2 separate regions of the Sus scrofa genome follow, and region 1 is linked to region 2. Evidence: chromatin contacts called from public Hi-C data. All regions are on one chromosome and are shown on one strand. The core of a region is the stretch at or near the end of the contact, and the rest is flanking DNA. Distances in the headings are between cores, read along the strand shown. Region 1 overlaps DAB2IP (disabled homolog 2-interacting protein). Region 2 overlaps LOC110256217 (a long non-coding RNA gene).

Region 1 (2,700 bases), core at 59-2,558, 180 kb before region 2:
CTTAACACCTGAGTCCCCATGGCGATGGCCCAGGCATGGAGCAGGCACCACTAGACAGATTACAAATGGCTGGTCAGGCACAGCGTAGTGACTGGGCTCATCTGAACCTCACTGCCCTGGTTCAGACTGTGGTGCTAAAGGTTCTAGGCCGGGGAAAAGGGACTCTGCCTTCACCTGCTTAACGCCCGGCTTCCACCTAGGGTTTTGTGCAAAAAGAAATAACTCACATGGTCAAAAGAGAAGAGACGTGAGCGGCCAACAGCTCAATTTTAAATTCTGCTTCAACGCTGTCAGCTGTGACGGCTGCTGACCGTCTTCCCTACCTCTTGCCTGGCCACACAGATATGGAGGACGGTGGCTGGCACAGGGGCTAAGTGGTGACAGCAGAGTGACCAGTGCTGGCAGCAGTGGAGGAAAGGGACTTGACCTCATTTCCATTTCTCCCTCCTGGGTCTCTTGCAGCCAAAGGGCAACAGACATAAAGGAACAGAAATGACTGCAACAGCATCTGTTTGTAGTGAAAAAGCTGGGACTGATCTGAGTGTCCAGAGACATAAACGGTGCAGTCATATGACTGGACAGCCTGTGGCCATTAGAAAGGTCACAGTGAAGATGCAGCATGTACTGTGGTGGAAAGACGCCCACAACAGAGAAGTGAGAAATGCACATGGCACGCACAGTTCTCCCTTTAACAAAAAGGGAAAGAACTCTGCCTATGTGTACTTAACATATGCACAGATATATCCAGAAGGCTGAACACCAGAGAGCCCTGAGTGGTCACCTGTAGGGATGGGACAGGAGTAGGGAGCCTTCCAGCCCTGCCTCAGCAGTAGCTACTTTTGTAAGATGATCTCAGAGCCCTGGGAAGCAACAGATGCTCTGGATGTGGATCCTGGGAGGCCCAGCCCTTGCTGCCAAGAACCTGTTGGGTGTGGGCTGGGGCCACTGGGGGTAGTGGAGCCCCAGGCCACAGAGGCTCCCCTCCAGGTGGCTGCAGCAAGGTCGGGGGGTCTAGGAAATAACCATTTCAGCTGATGGTCAAGGGCAGTTCTGGAAAGGTTTGTAATATCCTGCCTGACATGTTGAGGTGCAGTATCTTCAGAGTCTATCTTTTTCATATCAGCGAACTTAAAACCCAGAGCAAAGACATTTTCGGAGAAGCAGCTAAATTCGATCACATTTCTTACAGGTAGGGAGCACACCTTCACCCGTGGACTCCACCCACGTGATGCAGTGTGCGTGCAGACACAGCTGCAGCCCCAGCACACAGAGTGGGCTCTCCGGGCGAGTGGACATAGCGCCCCCTCCAAGGAAGTGGCCCCAAGATCCCCTGGTGTCTGCCGACAGGGCTCGGGCAGGGCTGCTGATCCACGCCACACAGGTGACCCCTCTGACCTCTGTGGTTACGCTGTGGGAGGAGGCGCAGCCTCCAGCGCCCCCTCTGCCCTGTCTCGGCCCTGTGCGGATAGGCACCTGCTCCAGCTGGCTGACGGCCTCCCAGAGCAGCGAGTGCAGGCTGGAGAGCTCACGGCCCAGGTCGATGTAGCCCTCGAAGCCAGCTGTGTTGGAGATGGTCTCCGGGTTGGAGATCTCCAGCAGGAAGCGCTGCATGTTGGTCCACTCGTGCTCCAGGAACTGGTTCATGAACGACATGTACTCCTCCTTGCTGCCAAATCTGGAAGTGGAGCAGACAGGCTAAGCGCCCTGGGCCCCGCCCAGGAAGCCCCTTCTCTGAGACCCTCACCTCCTCAGCTCCCACCCCTCCCCGCCATTCGCTCCCCAGCCAACTAGTCCACTCTGACTTGGGGTCCTCCTTCCTCATGGGACCTGGAATGCTCCGCGGCCCTCGCTCCCCATTCGCTGCCGGTCACAGTCTCCATCCTCTTCCCCCGATGGTCAACGGCCTGGGGGCAGATGGCTCTCAATCCAGGCCTGGCCAGGTCTCTCTGCTCAGCTTTCAGACACGTACTCCGTGGGCACCTCCCTGTGTCCTCAGCTTGGGCAGACCTGAGGTCGCCCCCGTCACCCCGCACTGGCCCCCTCCTCTAGGACTCGCTATCCCCAGTGTAGATGCTACAAGCCTGGCGGTGGTCAGTCAACTCCTCCTTCCTCCTCCCCCACAACTGGCCGAATTTATCTTCTAATCACCCTGACCCTGCGGCCACCCTGACCTAATACTGCCGCCGCTGTGCTTTTACGGGAACCACAGCTTTGCTCTCCTCCCAGCCTCCTGGCTGCCAGTCCCGCTCCTTCTACCTCCCCTGCCCCACTGCTGCCAGGCTGACCTCTGCAGGACCCAGGACAGGTGAGGGTCATCTTCTCCCCTTGCTCAAAGCCCTCTGGCAGCTCCCAATGTCCTTCAAGTCCCTGCTGTCCCCTTGGGTCTCATCTGCCCCTCCCCCCAGCAGGCACCTGACAATTCAGAACACGTATGGTGCCCAGTGCCTCCTGTACACAGCCCTCCCGGGCCTGCCTGCCTCTGTTCCTGCTGCCTTTCGCCCTAACACGCAGCTGGGGGAGCTCGTCTTCTAAGAGACCACCCTCTTTCCTCTCCGGGGAAGCTTAGGACCTCCTACGAGGCCGGGTCCCTCTCCGTCACGGCTCTCTCCTCTGTTGACATGCCGGCTCCAACAGGGAGGGGACCAGGTGTGAGTCACAGCCCAGCATGTCTCCACACCTCATGAGAGCGACTGGTTGACC
Region 2 (2,700 bases), core at 78-2,577:
GTTAAACACATGCACAGATGACCTCGAGTGGCGCAACCAGCAACAGGTCCTATAAAAGGAAAAGAGAGACTAGGAGAGGGGGAATCTAATTTGATGGCCTGGGGGAGCATGATCTAAAGTAGGCTCCTCTGAGGGAGTGGCTTTCTGTGGCGCCTGAGAGGAGGAGGAGAAGGAATTAGCTCAGTGAAGAGCAAGAGGAAGAGCATTCCAGGCAAAGGGAACAGCATGTGCAAAGGCCCTGGGGTGATAACTAGTTTGGTGAGTGTGAGGAAGATCAGATGAGTATGGCTGGAGCCTACAGAGTGAGAGGGTGAGGGCAGAAGCGTCGGATCATGGAGGGAGGCACAAGAGGCCAACCTTAGTGAAGGGACCTTGTGGGTAACAGGGAGAGGGAGGGGTCCAAGAGAAAGAACCAGAAAAAAGAGAATGAGAAATAGATGGGAAAAAATCAGAAGAGCGGCCTATCCTGGAAGCCAAGTGAAGAAATCATTTCACATAAGAGAGAGCAATCTGCTTCTTCAGTGGAGTAGTCGCCTCCTCCAGGAAGCCTTCCTGGGTTCCATACCTGGCATTAGAGGTTCCACAGGGCCTTGGCCTTCCCCATCAGAGGGCTTACCTCACTCCCAGACCAGCCTGGGAATGTCACAAAGGCAGAGACAAGGTCTGACTTGTCTCTCCAACCCCCAAACTTAGTCTGGGATGTGAAAATAGTATTTGTTAGATAAATAAAGGTAGGACCTGTGCTCAGAAAGGAAGTGACTCTGAGGCCACAGTTTGCCCTTACTGCCCTGGCAGAATGACCCCTTCAGCTTTGGCACTCCAAGGCTGAGGCTAGACATCTCTTGGCTGGACCTGGGACCACTGCCAAGGGCAGCCTGGGCTCCCCTCCAGTCCTGCCTGCTCCTTTCTTGTCCCTTTGCCTCTTCATCTCAGATCCCAGGCATCTCCCTTCCTGACCAGCTTCAGGTCAAGACCAGCCACAGGTGAAGAGAGGGAGCTGGCTGTGGGTGGCCCTTCAGTGAGAGCACCATCAGCCTCCATTTCCAGGGCCCCAGGCTCACCCAGCCCCTAGGCTGTCACTTGCAAACCCAGAGGACAGCAGGTTGGGGCTGTGGGCTCACAAGATGCCACCGGGTTCCAGGTGGGGAGATGGAGCCCCGAGGGATATGGAGCCTTGCCTGGCTATGGGCTGGTCCCCAGGCAAGGATCTGGGCCCTCCGTGGGTAGCATCCAAGTGTCCCTGGGCCAAGCTCCAGGTGGACACATCTAGAGACAGGCAGGTCTGTCACACAAGCCCAGACTGTCTGCCCCACCTCCCCTGAGGACTCTTCACTCCAAATGCAGCCTCCTCTGTACCATTTGTCTGTCCCCCATTGGAGGCTGGGAGCTCTTCCACAGCCAGGGCCTCCGTCTCCCTCTCCCCCTCCCTCTCATTCTTGCCTCCCTCCATTCACCAAACACAAACTGTTTCTTGGGTTTGAGTTCTTTATTCCTGCACCCCTGACCCTGCTACAGAGCCTGGCACGTGATGGGGGGGGGTCACTCAACGTGTGTCCACTGGCCACCCACCTGCCCAAAGATGCCAGGCCTGCAGGCAGGGCCGTGCCAAACTCCCCTGAGGGGTTCAGCTCCAAACTGTGGCAAAGGGCCCCTCTCCCTGGAAAGAGCCGAGGCCGGCAGGAGGGAGGGAGTTTGGCCTTGAGTCTGTGCCTGGCAGCCAGGCCTGGCTGGGGGTGGGAGTGCAGGGGTCCAGAGGGAGAAGAATGGTTTTCTTGGCCCACAATTTTGGGGACCCGGCAAGGCCCCGACCTCAGCTAGCCCTCCTCTCTGAGGCCAACAGGGCCCTCTCCCTACCGAGCCCTCAAACCTGCTGTCCCCCAGTTGCCCCTCAGTCCCTCATCCACCCTTCTGCCCTCCTCCTCCTCTCCCTCACACACGGTGGAGGCAGCCAGAGGGCCGGGGCATCCTAGCCAAAGGTGCACAGCCTGGCCAGGCTGAGCAATCGGTCTTAGTTCTCTGCACCCCTGGAGCCCCCAAGTCCAGCCATGGTGGAGCCACTTGGAGACTTAAAAGTCTAACGGGGGTCTGTCCCAAGCAACTTTCCCCCAACAAGCTGCCCAGGGTTAGCAAGGAGACTGCGGCAGGGGGGCAGCTCCCCGGTGGCAGCCCCCTGGGGCCCTGCAAATCAGGGAGGGCTTTCAGCCTGGCTTTAATTACAGGCTGCGTTCTGTTGCCTGGTCCATCTATATTTATCTGCAGGATCTCACTAATTAAATTCCCCACAGCACCGGCAGGGCCTGGGGACAGCGAATGAGGCAGACAGGCAGGGGGGCTGCAAACTTCCTTCCTTTCCTTCTCGGCCAAGAGCAAAACAGAAGCCAAAACTCCTTCTCCCTCCCCTCCACCCTGCCAAGGTCCAAGTTCAAGGGGTTGCCCAAGACCCCCACTCCGGGGACCCTTTGGTTCTGTGCCCGGTAATCCCGGGCGCCCCCGACCCACAGGTCCCAAGACCAGGCAGTGCCCAGCTTCCTCCCCCCTTCAACTCGGATTCCTGCAGCAAACAGAAAAGTCTGCCTGAGCAGCAACTGAATCCCCAACTCTTGCCACTTTGCCGGCGCCTGTCTTACCGAAGGAGTCGTCTTGGTCCAGGAGGGAGTCGGGCTCCATGGCGTATGGGCCCCCAGCCCCTGGCCCCACCTG

What was found. A called contact is a pair of places that touch in the nucleus more often than the background predicts.
Region 1: a contact with region 2 is called in a Hi-C map of skeletal muscle, with 6 times the contacts expected there. The contact joins two enhancer-like sites. A contact is called at or near these places in 3 of 47 Hi-C or Micro-C datasets (embryonic fibroblasts, epiblast stem cells and skeletal muscle) and 1 of 2 datasets of contacts at active chromatin or transcription factors (skeletal muscle).

The regions. Positions count from the first base shown.
Region 1 is chr1:261,841,884-261,844,583 of Sscrofa11.1, reverse strand. It overlaps DAB2IP (disabled homolog 2-interacting protein), which reads right to left. Exons shown (of 18, transcript XM_003353636.5): 11 at 1,474-1,675. Among named protein-coding and RNA genes, the nearest start is that of DAB2IP, 110 kb to the right of the region's middle. Within about 2 kb of position 1,308, at least 1 of the 83 cell types and tissues checked has an H3K27ac peak or open chromatin away from gene starts, as enhancers often do. A contact at or near this core is called in skeletal muscle, where this site is marked.
Region 2 is chr1:261,659,853-261,662,552 of Sscrofa11.1, reverse strand. It overlaps LOC110256217 (a long non-coding RNA gene), which reads right to left. Exons shown (of 3, transcript XR_002337474.1): 1 at 2,628-2,700; 2 at 1-49. Among named protein-coding and RNA genes, the nearest start is that of DAB2IP, 71 kb to the left of the region's middle. Within about 2 kb of position 1,327, at least 6 of the 83 cell types and tissues checked have an H3K27ac peak or open chromatin away from gene starts, as enhancers often do. A contact at or near this core is called in skeletal muscle, where this site is marked.